Linked DNA regions of Ovis aries: region 2 is linked to region 1. The links are chromatin contacts, called in public Hi-C maps. All regions are on one chromosome and are shown on one strand. The core of a region is the stretch at or near the end of the contact, and the rest is flanking DNA. Distances in the headings are between cores, read along the strand shown. Region 1 holds the start of EXTL3 (exostosin like glycosyltransferase 3). Region 2 overlaps EXTL3 (exostosin like glycosyltransferase 3).

Region 1 (7,584 bases), core at 3,718-6,217:
CTTGGGCCTGTCCTATTTCTCTTACCCAGACTGAGTGAGCCTCTCTGAGCTCGGAAAGAATGCGCTTTCTCCTGCTGGGTTTGGTCTCCTTGCCCATTCCCCACCCCCACTGCCCTGGAGGCTGTGTGGGGGCCCAGATTCTCATGGCGCTGCCCCACTGCCCATGGCTCCCCACTAGCATTGCTGCCCAGTGGAGGCTTTGCTCTAAACCCACAGGGCCTACCTACTGTCTGCTCCCAGAAACGGCTCCCTGGCAGCCTCCCGGCTGTGAGACCCTGAAACCAATTACCTGGCCTTGGTGTTGGGCGTGCTGGTGCCCCAACTCTGCGTTCAGTGACCTCCTGTTGGTAGCTTGAAATCAGCCATGTGGAAGTATTTATGATGTTAAACTCAGCCACTCTGCAGTGGTGCTGAACAGAATCTCAGAGACAAAGTTTTGGGTGAAGTAGAAAATTATAGCCTTATTGCTTCACCTGGCAAAGGGGGACACAGCAGGCTCATGACCTGAAAATTTGTGTGTCCCTACCCGGGAGGGTTTGGGGAGGAGTTTTATAGCAACAGTACAGTACTGAGGCTCACTCAGTCTGGGTAAGAGAAATAGGACAGGCCCAAGTGAAGCAATCAGAATGTTCTCAGCTTGACGGAAAACACCCCTCTTTCATTTCCCTTCTTAGGGTGTTCGCCCTGAGATGACCTTGGCAGGAAGAGGGACATTTAGGTGAGGACTTCCCTGGTGGCTCAGACAGTTAAGCGTCTGTCTACAATGCAGGAGACCCGGGTTCAATCCCTGGGTCGGGAAGATCCCCTGGAGAAGGAAAAGGCAATCCACTCCAGTACTATTGCCTGGAAAATCCCATGGACAGAGGAGCCTGGTAGGCTACCTGTAATCCATGGGGTGGCAAAGAGTCGGACACAGCTGAGTGACTTCACTCACTCTTCACTCACCCGGGAGGGTTTGGTGAGGAGTTTTATAGCAACGGTACAAGGGTGGGGTTGTTGATAAGGATCTGGGTTTGTGCAGGGTCCAAGTTCCTTTGATCTGGCCTCAAAGGATCCCCTGATGAGCTTTTTGATTCCTGAGGTTATCAAACTGTGACCTTCTCTCTGGCATGAAGGAAGCTTCAAGTAGTTAACACCTCCTGTTTGTTCGGGGAGAACATCTTCTAGTTCTGCAGAAGAGCTCAAAGACATTGCTAAGTGTATCCCTTAGGGTGGAACTGGGATTCTATACCAAGGCTGCACTATTGTTTCTTGGCTCCTCCTCCCTGTCTCCGCAGCCTCTCCTTTCCCCGATTAGCAGCTATTTGAACCTGCCCTTTGGGATTCAGGGAAGGTCATGGAGGCTAGCGCTTCCCTGATAGCTCAGTTGGTAAAGAATCCGCCTGGAATGCAGGAGACCCTGGTTTGATCCCTGGGTTGGGAAGATCCCCTGGAGAAGGGAAAGGCTACCCACTCCAGTATTCTGGCCTGGAGAATTCCATGGACTTGTATAGTCCATGGGGTCACAAAGAGTCAGACATGACTGAGTGACTTTCACTTTCCCTTTCAGGGTGGCTGAAGCCTAATTCCTACAAACAAGAAAGGAGGATACAGAAAGGTTTCTATGCCCAGGAGCCACACAGGGTTCTGCTCAGTTTTATTTACACCGCAGAAATCTGCAAACACCAGGAATTAGAGCTTTTTTTCTGGAGAGTCCGTTGTTTTTATCAGTATACCTCTAATTGGGCTTCTGGTTCCTTTAGAAGAATTAACAAACAAACAGATGAAACTGGAGGTGTTAGGGCTTTGTTCTCTCAGAGATCTACTGGGTCCCCATCATCTCCAAAAGCAGGAGGCAGGACTCAGTAATGATTTTAAGCTTCTTGTCGAAACCATGTAGTGAGATGAGTTGGGAGAGGCTGGCTCAGCTCAGGAAGATTGGATCAGTCCTTCCAATGAATATTCAGGACTGATTTCCTTTAGGATTGATTGGTTTGATCTCCGTGAAGTCCAAGGAACTCTCTAAGAGTCTCCTCCAACACCACAGTTCAAAAGCATCAATTCTTCAGCACTCAGCTTTCTTTATGGTGCAACTCTCGAATCTATACGTGACTACTGGAAAAACCATAGCTTTGACTAGTCAGACCTTGTTGGCAAAGTAATGTCTCTGCTTTTTAATATTTTGTCTAGGTTGGTCATAGCTTTTCTTCCAAGGAGCAAGTGTCTTTTAATTTTACGGCTGCACTCACCATCTGCAGTGATTTTGAAGCCCAAGAAAATAAAGTCTGTTACTGTTTCCATTCTTTCCCCATCTATTTGTCATGAAGTGATGGATGATTTTAGGAACAGATTTTATGATCTCAATCCTTGCATCTCCTCATATCTAGAAAAGCACTAAATCCCTTCATGGTGACATCAGATCCTCATGACCAGCAAAAAACCTTTTGTAAAATGAGGGCTTAATGGTATTGAACTCCCCCTTCACCAAAACCTTATATATTGACCTTGACCTCCCCCCACTGCTTCTTTGGAGCAGTCTCCCAGAGTTATCTGAGATGCTGCCTCTTGGGCTGCAGTCCTCATTTGGCCCCCAATAAAACTTCACAGCTCTCAAGCTGGGCATCTTTTTTGGTCGACATCCCCAAGCTGAGGCTCTTACCGGCCTCCTGAACCAAAGTTGAGTTCTTCACAGGAGGGTGTTTGTGTGTGTTTTCCAGTGATCAGATCCTGCTTACAGTTCTCCACCCACAGCCTCTCTGACCTTGTTCCTGAGGCACGAATGCAAGAGATGGCACCTTCCACCCTGGGCACGTGGACACATCTTCTCCAAGCCCTTCCTGTAGGAGGTCAGGCGCATCTGATCTACTATCTGTGAAGCTAAAGGCTGTCTTCTTCCATTAATATCTCTGATTCCACTGGGAAGGCCTGAAAGGTGTTAGAGGACAGAGAGAAGAATGCTGTAATCAGTTTAGCTTTACTGGGTTCAAGTTGACAGGGTTTTGATATGTTTGAGACTGTATACAGGATTACTAAATAAAAAAGACTGAGTCCAGAAGAATTGATGCTTTTCAATTGCGGTGCTGGAGAAGTCCTTGAGAGTCCCTTGGACAGCAAGGAGGTCAAACCGGTCAGTCCTAAAGGACATCAATCCTGAATATTCATTGGAAGGACTGATGCTGAAGGTCCAATACTTTGGCCACCTTATGTGAAGGGCCAACTCATTAGAAAAGAACCTGATGCTGGGAAAGATTGAAGGCAAAAGGAGAAGAGGGTGGCAGAGAATGAGATGGTTAGATAGCATCATCGACTCAATAGACATGAGTTTGAGCAAACTCCAGGAGATAGTGGAGGATAGGGAAGCCTGGTGTGCTGCCGTCCATCGCGTCGCAAAGGGTTGGACATGACTTGGTGACTGAACAACAGACCCCTCACTGCTCCCAGAAGGAATCAATCCTGCCAATACCATGATCTCAGACTTTCAGTCTTTAGAACTGTGAGACGATAAATTCTGTTGCTTAAGTTGCCCAGTCAGTGGTAGTTATAGCTCTAGTGAACTAATACACGCCCCTAATAAATTTACTTTTGTTTTGTGCCCCATCAGGGTTTGCAGATACGCAAAACTGTCTGGGTTCACTAAAACCTCAGCATTTTTTCTTTATCATGTAAAGTGAAGGGAAACTAAAATACTGCAGTTCCATCCAAAATTAGAACTAGTCCCCCACAAGTTAGAAATGTTTAAAAAGTTATTTAGTAAAGATAAAACAACTTGCATGCTTGCTCAGTCTTTCAACTTGTTGGGACCCTATGAACTATAGCCTGCCCGGCTCCCCTGTCTGTGGGATTTTTCAGGCAAGAATACTAGAGGGGCCATTTCCTCTGCAAGGGATCTTCCCCACCCAGGGATTGAACCTGCATCTCCTGCATCGGCAGGCAGGTTCCTTACCACTGAGCCACCAGGGAAGCCTCACCACATGTTAAACTCCATATACCTTGTTCCCAAGGTTCTTTTCACATTTGTTAACACATATGTTTTTCACATACAATCACAGGCCATGGGCTTTCTTGGGTTCTGTGTTTTTAACATTATTTGATAGAAATATTTCTAGTTAGTGATGATATTCATATTTTTCTTTAAGTTGCTACATATTATTTTTTAAAAAGATGGTATTGGCTCCGATGGCAAAGAATCTGCCTGCAATGCAGGAGACCTGGGTTCGATCCCTGGGCCGAGGTTGTTGTATTAAATAAGTGAGCAACTAACACACACGTATTATTTTTATGCCTTTCACGTATTTTTAGCTGTTACTTTCTAATTTGTCACTGTGAATATTTTTGTATAATTTATTTTTACCCCACTTGAACCGTTTCCTTGAGGTGTATACCAAGAAGAACAAGTCTTGGATTAGACACTTTTGTAGTCTATGTTCCGTATTACCGTTATTCTCTAGACAGATTGAGCTGATCTGTGGTTTCACAGAACTAAAAACTAACTGTGCAGGTTTTTCCATAATCTTCATGTCACTTAGTTTTATGATTTTAAAATTACTTTTCCTAACTTAAAAAGGTTCTCCAAGACTGACAGTTGCTTAGTTTTTCACCTACATCACTACCCGGGAGGGGGCCCTACGGACTTTGAAAGCATCATTTATTTTCATCTTTGAGATGTGGAGCAATAGGCAACCAGTGCGAGCTCCCTGTGCTCCCCCTGAGCGCCGGGCGCCTCTCCTCCCTCGGTCGGTTTCCGGACACGGTGTCCGCCAGCCCTGGGTTAGTTCTCGGACGCGCCCGCCAGGGGTCAGTGCAAGCTCGGCGGCGGGCTCCGGTTTCCCACAATGCACCGGGCGCTGGGGTCCGGGGGTGACCGAGCTGCGGCTGCGGCGGCCGAGCCCCGAGGGTTTGCGGGCGGCCGAGGGGCGTGGCGTCCAGGGGGCGGGGCGCTATAGGGCGGGGCCAGAGCCGCAGCTCTGGTCTCGGTCGCTCGCCGCTGCGCCTTTCCTGCGGGCAGCGCCCGGGCTCCGGTCGCGTGCTTCCCGGCCTCGGAGACCTGTCCACCTGGCGCTGTAGCAAGGTAGTGGGGGGCTCTTCCGGGCCATCATATTTTTTCTTGGTGGTGGGGTGGGCTGTGAAATCTTAGCTGTTGCCAACCTGAGAAGCCCTAACGTTGCTAAAATTTAGGGATGGAGCAACCAGTTTCGCTCCGAAGAATTTATTTAAAACTTGTTTCTGTCCCATTCTCCCGGTGCCCTCCAGTCTCCGCTGGGCTTTGGGAAGCCTGATTTGGGGTGCCCGTGCCAGGGTAATTTCAAACTCTAGGTTCATCTCTCCTGCCTTATGTAGGGATGCTAACTAGCGAGTGGGGTTAGAATGCGTGAGAACTTTTATGGGTGTAGGCTGGTTTCTTCAGATGTGTGTCTACGTAAAAACTCCTGAAAAATTAGATGTACTTGGTGTGAGCAGGGATCCTGAGTCCTCGCTGTTTCAGTGAGTTAGAGGCGTCTGTCTCGTGCCCGGCCTCCGCCACCATGTAGCCACCAGGAGGTAGCAATCCTGGGATCTAAGCCAGTGAGTGCCCTCAAATTCTGCACCCCAGGACACTGCTTCCGCCGCACCCCGGAGCTCCTCAGCACAGCTGACCCTCGTTTGGAGATCCCAGCTTTTCAAAAAAGTAAAGTTTGGCAGATAGAAAGCGCTGGAATTTGCGGGCACCTGGGACAGCTTAAGCTTGTTGGAGGTCTGTCGTCCTCAGCCTGTTTCTTGGTCACACTGCATGGCTCAGCCCATTCAGTCTGCTTTCTGTTACCCCAGTGCTCCCCTTGAAGCAATGCTCTGAAGTAATCCCAGTGTGAAACCAGCAAGTCTAAAGTGACTCCACCTTTCCCCACTACTAAAGGCTTAGAAAAGCACCCTGATCCCTGATCCCTAACTTCAGTGCAAAATAAACCATAGTTTTAAAGGTTTATTTTTCTTTAAAACCCTCACCCTGTAAATATCAACTGGTTGGTTTTACTTGTGAAATCCAAGCGGTTTCATTTATTGGTTAGTAATAAAGATCGTAACTAGGAAAACCATCTAAATGATATATTCTTCAGATGACCGTAATTAACCAAGTACCTGATAATAAAAGGCAGATGGGAAATCAAGTAAGCTTGGGTCTAAAACATTTCTGCCTCTGAGAAGTTTGGAAAGATAAACTTTCCTTCTAAAAGTAAAAGGAACACAGACTCTCCCCCCCCTTTTTTTCAGACTAAACAGACCTCTTAATTTGAGATAATCAAAAATAAGAAAGCTCTTTCAAACTGCTAGCACCTCACCTGTGTCCACCCAAGGAAAGAAGCTAAGTCTAGGAGTTGTAAGGATTCTAAATATTTAAGCAGAAATTCTTAATGATCCTTAACACCATGTCTGGGTACATTCCTCCAGAAGTGTCAGTTTTCCATCAAATATAAAATTATGAATTTCTCATTATGTATAATATTTTCTATTTGGAAAATATTTTCCATATCTAGCGTTGACATTTACTTAAAAGCATTGTGTATTTGTGAGTAAAATGATACAAATCTTTAAAAGGTTAAAAGCAAGGAAAAAAAATGGTCTTAGCTAGTCTATGTCAGTGATTCTCACCCTGAGGTCCTCAGTTAGTGGCAGTAAACCCTAGAGATAAAAATCACAATCTGGGGAGACTTCCGTGGTGGTGCAGTGGTTAAGAATCTACCTTGCAGTGTAGGGGAGGCAAGTTTGATCATTGGGGGAGCTAAGATCCTACATGCCTGGGAGCAACTAAGCCTGAGCACCACAGCTACTGAACTTACTCGATGCAGCCAAATAAATAAATTTTAAAAATTCAACAATAAAATCAAAAGTCGTTAATAATTAATTGCCAACACCTGTGAGAACTAGACTGTACCATTTGAAGCTTAAAAGGAGCTGATTAATGGTGGCTCAGATGGTAAAGCATCCCCCTACAGTGGAGGAGAGACAGGTTCAATCCTTGGGTTGGAAAGATCCCCTGGAGAAGGAAATGGCAATACACTCCAGTATTCTTGCCTGGGAAATCCCATGGACAGAAGGATCCCGGAGGGCTATGGTCCATTGGGTTGCAGACTTAATAACCTCAGATATGCAGATGACACCACCCTTATGGCAGAAAGCAAAGAAGAACTAAAGAGCCTCTTGATGAAAGTGAAAGAGGAGAGTGAAGAAGTTGGCTTAAAGCTCAACATTCAGAAAACTAAGTTCATGGCAAATAGATGGGGAAACAGTGGGAGACTTTATTTTGGGGGGCTCCCAAAATCACTGCAGATGGTGTTTGCAGCCATGATATTAAAAGACACTTACTCTTTGGAAGGAAAGTTATGACCAAGAATATTAGACAGCATATTAAAAAGCAGAGACATTACTTTGCCAACAAAGGTCCATCTAGTCAAGGTTATGGTTTTTCCAGTAGTCATGTATGGATGTGAGAGTTGGACTATAAAGAAAGCTGAGTGCCAAACAATTGATGTTTTTGAACTGTGCTGTTGGAAAAGATTCTTCAGAGTCCCGTGGACTGCAAGGAGATCCAACCAGTCCATCCTAAAGGAAATCAGTCCTGAATATTTATTGGAA
Region 2 (6,963 bases), core at 2,667-5,166, 72 kb after region 1:
GATCATGTTATAGATATTTTGCATATATGAAAGAACTTTGCATACACTTTGATAAGTGCTCAGCTGTTTATTTTTTGATTTTTTCAAAAACTTTTTTTGTTTTATACTGGAGTATAGCTGATTAACAATGCTGTGATAGTTTCAGGTGTGCAACAGAGTGACTCAGCCATATATATACATATATCCATTCTCCCCAAACTCTTCTCTCAGCCAGCTACCACGTAACATAGCTATTTATTGATAGGATGAAAGAATGAACAAATGAATGAATGGTATATGCCTCCTTCTTTTCTGGGAGCAAGTCCTATTTACAGGAGAAGCTCCATGTACTATATTTAGACAAGGCTGACCTGCTGCTTAGCCAAGGTTGATTGATCGAGGGGTGGACATGGGACCCAAGTGAGGCCAGTCATGTCTCTTCTGGAATTTAAAAGCTGGAACCAAAGACAGTGGGCACGGCTAAGTCCCTATGACCATGATCTAGAAAGAAGACTCACAGGCTCCTGCTAGTTGGTGCCAAAGGCACACTGAATTCTATTCTCTGATTCCTTGAAACGGATAAAAAGATCTACATATATGACTATTGAATAGCAATGCAAAACTGTTTTGATCAAGTTCCAAAGTGCAAAAATATACTATAAAAGGTATACAATATGGAGAGATCGGTGAAGACGAGCTTCATTGTGTGCCCTGTTGCCTTGGCTTTCTTGCTTGAGGGAGCTCCTGTGAATGTAACTGTATTTCCTAAGTCAGAAATCGCAATGGTTAAGGCAACAGTCCAGGAGAAGAGTCGTGAGGACTTGAACCTGGGAATTAAGTGTGAGACTGTAGAGTAGAGATGGTAGACATCTTGCAGATCAAGGCTTTAAGCCTTGAAGATGGATTTCACATGCATGTAAAGAGAGACCTTGAAGATGATGCCAGGAGAGTTCCCTGCTGGTCCAGTGGTTAGGACATGGTGCTTTTACTGCTGTGAGCCAGGTTCAATCCCTGGTCGGGAAACTAGGATCCTGAAAGCCCCGAGGTGTAGCCAAAAAAAAAAAAAAAAGATGATGGCAGGTTTTTAATTTCTGTGTTACGTAAGAATGAGCGCATGTGTGCGTGCTAAGTCGCTTTAGTCATGCCCGAGTCTTTGGGAACCAGTAAATAAGGGGATTTGAGGAGAGTATAGAGGGAAGGGATAAAGATGAGTTCAGTGTGGAGGCATTAAGTTTAAGGGCCTGGCGAGACAGCCAGATTGTTCTGGTCCAGAATGTTGACTCTGCAGCTGGGGAGAGTTGGGAGTCGCATCTGTGGTTACTTGGTGCCTTACTCTGTGATCTTGGGCAACTTCTTTATTTAGTCTCTTTTCTTTTTAAAGATTTTTTTGTTGTGGACCATTTTTAAAGTCTTGAATTTGTTACTTCTGTTTTATGTTTTGGTTTTTCGGCTGAGAGGCATGTGGGATCTTAGCTCTCTGACCAAGGATCGAACCCACACCCTCTGCATTGGCAAAATCCTAGCCACTGAACCACCAGGGAAGGCATGCTTTAGCCTCTTTACATGTCAGTTCCCTATCAGTAAGCTGATTTCACCCTGCAAGGATTGAAATGAGACAGTGCTTACAAAGGGTTGAGCATATTGCCTGGCAATTAAGTATTCATGAAATAGGTATTCACAGGATGGTGATGGTATGGTGATGTCTCGAGTGCAGCTGGAAAACAGACTGGGGCGATGCAGTGAGGGATCTGCTTCAAGGTAGAGATAATGCTCAGAAGAGACAGTGGGGAGGAAAAGAAAGGAGCCCAGGGACTTCCTTGGTGTTCCTGTGGTTAAGATTCTGAGCTTCCTTTGCAGGAGGTGTGGGTTGGATCTCTGATTAGAGAATTTTCCATATGCCCTGTAATGCCCCCTTCCCCCCCGCCAAAAAAAAAGCCCAGGTCATAACTAGTTAGTGAGATGAACTGTGTGAGAGGAAGAAATAGTGGGAGAGGAGAGACTCATAGGACCCACAGGAGGCGGGTGCTCAGGAGCACCTGGGGTTCCGGGGATGTCGAGACTTCACCACATTTTGGTTGCATGTCCTTTTTCTGCCTAAATCTTGAACTGTTGTTGGAATCAAGTAAGTTGACATTTGGGGCAGCAATGTGTTAAGTCACTTAGGTGGAGAAGTTGTCTGGGCTGAGTCCTCCAGGAAGAAGCTACCTGCAGGTCCTCTCTTGTCCGCGGGCACACGAGCCAGCTCCTGGTGATGAACCAGCACCTGGTGAACCAGCCCTGGCTTCTGTTGTGTCTCCTACCACACTGCCAGTCTTCCGCCTGCTGTCACAGACCTCTGGAGGAGAGTGAAGATGAACTGTTAAAAAAGAAAAAAAAAAAAAAAAAAAAGGACAACTTTAGGCTACTCATAATATTTGGGCAGCAGTTTTCCCTATTTTTATTTCTTGCCATGCTTTTGACTTTTAAAGCATTTTGATGTTTGCTTCCTTGCCTGCAGCCTTCTTGAACAAAACTGGCAAAAGCTAGAAAGGGGTTGTTTTTGCACATATATGATGGTGGTGAGACTTTGAAGGTTTGACTTTGTTGTTTGTAATAAAGGGAAAAGAAGAGAGAACTGTGTGGTGAGGGATAAGGAAGGAGATGTCAGGAAAGAGAGAAGAAAAGCGGGATCAGAAAAAGGAGGGGCTGATAGGTATGGAGGGAGGAAGTGTGCTCTCTGGAAAACAGGTTGCTAGGTTTTTAAGAATCCTTGGCCCAAACTGTCCCCTATGGGAAACATCAATCTTCAGGGCTTTGTCCGGCCTCTGGGCTCCCCCAAGAAGGGTGTGTGGATGAAACAGGGCTGCTGTGAGTGGTCTCAGGGGCTTTAGCTCCTCTAAGATACAGACCACCCAAGCACCGGGATCCCAGCCAGCAGCTTCTTCGGGTCCTGGTGTGTTTCCGGTTCCCTGGACTAGAAGCCCTGCCTTTTGGAAATTAGAAACATGATTTTAAAAAGTTGAAGCAAATTTGATCTTAGCTCATATTGCAGTTATTGATTTTAAATAATGACTTAAACTCATTTTTGAGTGACCAGTAATGATCAGGTCTCTCTTGCATGATTGGTGGAGTTCCTTCTTTTTCTTGGGGGTCGTTTTGGTCACTGCCTCCTGTACAGTGTTGCGAACCTCCAGCCACTCTGTCTTCCACGTCCAGCGTCCTTCGCCCACTCCCAGCATTTTTCTCCGAAAAGCCTTGTCTTGACTTTGCAAGTGTGAAGGTTGACAAGTCTCTTAAGAGTTGTAGGATGTGTGGCACTTTTCCATTCCGAGAGGTTGGCTCTTAAGTATTTCAGACAGCTTCGCCTTTTCCTCCCGGTTGTGGCTGATCACGCCAACACGACTGGACTAAGGCATTGTTTCTGCAAAGCCCCTGGATTTTTCCCCTAGGCATTCTTGCCGTCCGGCCTTTTCTTTGTTGTTAAATATTCAGTGTTTCCCAACTCCAGACCTTTTCGGAGACCGTCAGCTCATTGAAGAAGGCCTTTTCTGTGGGGACGGCTTTAGTTTAGATCTGAAGTTCAATGGCTGAGGCTCTGGAGTCGGAACGCGTTCCAGGTCCGGCGGAGAGCTTTGGCTCCTCTGCACCCCCCGGAGAGGTTTTTCGGAAAGAGTTGGGGCACTGGTAGGAGGCGGGTCTGAGGGCCGAGAGAGGCAGGCCCACGCTTCTTCTCCACCGGCGGCTCCCACAATCCCCGGCGCCGCCGCCCGCGGACCCTGGCGAGCCCCGCTGCGGGGGTCCGAGGCCTCCGAGGCTCTTCGGGCGCGGTCGGCGGAGCCGCTGAAGCCCTCGCCCCGCCCCTTCTGCCCTCGCCCCCCCCCACCCCCGGACCCCAGGCTCGCGAGCGCCTGGGTTCGGCCATTTCCGGCGCTGCGCACTTCGGCAAGTTCCGCCGGCACAGGTCGGAAATGGCTGCTCGCCAGCAGGGGGAGCGGAGGATTCGGCGCGGCCTGGAAGGCGGGCTGCAGGCGGCGAGAGCGGCTTTTGGGAACCCGAGTCTCGCGCAGGCGGCAGCGGCGAGCCGCTGAACTGGAAGCCGGTAGGACTCCTGGCGGCGGCGGGGGGAGCCCCGAGCAGCCGGGGCGGCGGCCCGGAAGAGGCTCGTGGTAGGGACCCCGGGGCCGGCCGCGAGAGCCGGGCACCGGGCTGGACCGGGTCTGGCTGCTCTGGGGTCGCGGGAGCCGGGGGGGAGGCTGCTGCCCTGCGTGGCGGGGGCGTGCAGCCTCGGAGTAGGCCTTCCCAGACGTCTCGGGGGCCCGGGAGAGGACCTCCGGGGCCTTAGCCACCAGCGAAGAGGGTAACCGGTAACGGGCCCCACCCTGGGGGTACAGGGAGCTCTAAACGCGACCTCCCCACCCCCACACGCCCCCTAGAGCCCCGGTTAGCTCGCACCCACCTCCACCCCGTTTTCTAAAGGCTCAGCCACAGCCGTGCAGCCACTTTTGCACCCGAAAGTCCTCCCCCATCCTTTGCCCCCCTGTGTTTGTCCAGCGGCTTATGTAGAGCATCTTCGGTCCACGAAGGGGTATCTGGACCGCCCCCCCTCCCCTTCTGAGCGCGCACAGACTTCCACATCTGCTTTCCGCTGCATTCAGACACAGCCGCCTGCAGCTGCTCTTCTTGGCCTCTTTTCACCCGGCTCACCTCCTTACACGAGGAGCCCGCAGTCAGAATAGCCACTTCCTGCCCAAGGAAGGGTCCAGGCTCTGCTCTTTTGTGCATCTGGGGCTCTGGTACCCAGGCTCTACAGTGATGGGCCTAGCGCTGCTCAGGCGGGAGAGGGGCTGCGGAGAGCGCGTCTACACGACTGAAATCTTAGTCGAGTTATCCCAGCGCGCGGATTCCCAGTGTGAATCCGAAGCCCTTTGGAGACCCGGCAGGGCTGCTAGACTGCAGAGAGGCTGTTTCCCTTCTCTACCGCTTGAGCCATTGTTATTCGTGGCTCTCAAAAGACTTGACTTTGGTGGATTCTTACCCGCTCTTTTTTTTTTTTCCCCCCCAAATTAGAAAGGGCTTCATCAAGCCCCAAGTTCCACTCCTTCGGAGGAGGAGCAGACACTTGTCCTTTTTTCCCACATGTGATTTACTTAAGAAGTCTTAAGTAGTTCACCCTCCAGTTTAGGTAGCTTCATTTTTTGAAGGCTGGGCTTCCCAAGTGGTTTTTTTTTTTTTTTTTTTTTTAAATCTGTGCGTTGTGGTCACATAGACTGCATTTACCCCGGTTTCGCTCAGCCAATGTCTTGCGCTCTGGTTCAGTTATTCTAACTGTACTGAGCGGCTGGGATGGTAACCTGGGAGATCCTGATAGTCTTTTGAGTGGAGCTCAGTGTTCTCAGCAACTTTTAGCAGGGGGACTTTAAAAGAAAGAAGACCCATCTTCTTAAAACTCTTCCTTGGTTCATTAAAAATACCGACTCCTGTGGGAATTTCCTATGGGGAGCCTGAGGAGTCAGAAGTATGAGGGAACCTATTCTGAGTGCTTTCTGAAAGAGGGTTAGAACTGTAGATCTTCAGAACACCGAAAACATGGTTTATTTAATACTTGAAGAGGTAGCCGCTGCTCTGGGGACGTATCTACCAGATAAATGATTGACCAGTTTGAGTCTTCAGGTTCCCACTTCTCCCTTTATCAAAGGGGAGAAAACTCTGGCATGTAATGTTCTGCATGTAGTTGGAATTTTTTTGTCATTAGGCTTCAGAGCTTTAACCTGTGAAGAGAAAAGGCTTCCTGCAAATAGGATAGAGAGAAATGAGTCAGGGGTAGAGTTAAGCCTGAGAAGGAGGAGGTTGAATGGATGGCTTGAAGCCATGGGAAGAATGTTGTGGGGATTAGATAAGCAGCTGCCCTTTTCCTCAGGGCTTTAGGCTAGCTGTTGAGTGAACTCACTGAAGGGTGGTGCAGGAGTGGGGCCCAGGCTCAATAAGCTGTGCTGAGTATGAGTAGGAGGGCCCCTAAAGTGGAAGTGAAGTCGCTCAGTCGTGTCCGATGGCATCTTCCCAACCCAGGGATCGAACCCCAGTCTCCTGCATTGGAGGCAGGCGCTTTAACCTCTGAGCCACCAGGGAAGCCTTAACTGAGGCATTAACTGGAAAGACTATCAGGATGTCCCAGGTCAATACAGTTAGAATAACTGAACCAGAGCACAAGACATTGTCTGAGCAAACCCTGGGGGACATGCTGTCTGCATGCCCACAAGGCGTAGATTTAGAAAAACACAGAAACAACATGGGAAGCCCAGCCTTCGAAAATGAAGCTATGTAAACTGGAGGAAGAAATGCTTAACAGCGTAAATCACATCTGGGACCTCACAGTGGCCCCCTGGAGGGAGGGTTGGAAATACTGCCTAAAGCAGAAGGAGATTCAGGTTATCAGGAGAAAGATGAAGGTTCCTCTGGATCAGCTGTGAATGTCTTTGCATATAATTACTTCAGAGTGAGGCAAGGAATATAAACCTTTCATAAAGCCATAAACCTGTGCACTGATTTCTGCTGGATATTAAGTTTAACTCAGAAAACTTCTGTTAACATAGTTATCTCCACCCTATTTTTCTTTCCTCTTAATTTTTGCAGCTCTTTCTCTTGAAAACCTGTAATGATAGGGTAACTAAGTAAGAAGAAAGGATTTTTCATGTATTTGTAGGTTCCTTGAAAATAGGGGAGCTCAGGCAGACGGAGTTCGAGAACTCATGGGGAATGGGTAGACTCTCCAGTAAGCGTGATCTTTTTGTGCCTGAACTGGTCCCACACTCCTTGTACACTTGGAGTCCTTCAGACCTCTTTGGTGATATTACTAGATGAAGAGAAGCGGTATTAAACTTTTTATAATCCTGGGTGTATCAGAGGAATATGAAGACCTCACTTGGTGACATTTACCTCCTCTCTACTTAGGCTGTAATTTCCAGTCTAGGATTTTGCTCACATGCCCCCCAGATGACCCATAAAATA

What was found. Hi-C and Micro-C count contacts between places; a contact is called where the count stands out from the background.
Region 2: a contact with region 1 is called in a Hi-C map of muscle, with 2.7 times the contacts expected there. The contact joins the enhancer-like site here to the promoter of EXTL3 in region 1. A contact is called at or near these places in 2 of 16 Hi-C or Micro-C datasets (mixed tissues and muscle).

The regions. Positions count from the first base shown.
Region 1 is chr2:103,075,099-103,082,682 of ARS-UI_Ramb_v3.0, forward strand. EXTL3 (exostosin like glycosyltransferase 3) reads left to right here and starts at 4,968. Exons shown (of 10, transcript XM_060409568.1): 1 at 4,968-5,047.
Region 2 is chr2:103,147,780-103,154,742 of ARS-UI_Ramb_v3.0, forward strand. It overlaps EXTL3 (exostosin like glycosyltransferase 3), which reads left to right. Exons shown (of 10, transcript XM_060409568.1): 4 at 1-4,124. Among named protein-coding and RNA genes, the nearest start is that of EXTL3, 71 kb to the left of the region's middle. Within about 2 kb of position 3,917, at least 42 of the 54 cell types and tissues checked have an H3K27ac peak or open chromatin away from gene starts, as enhancers often do. A contact at or near this core is called in muscle, where this site is marked.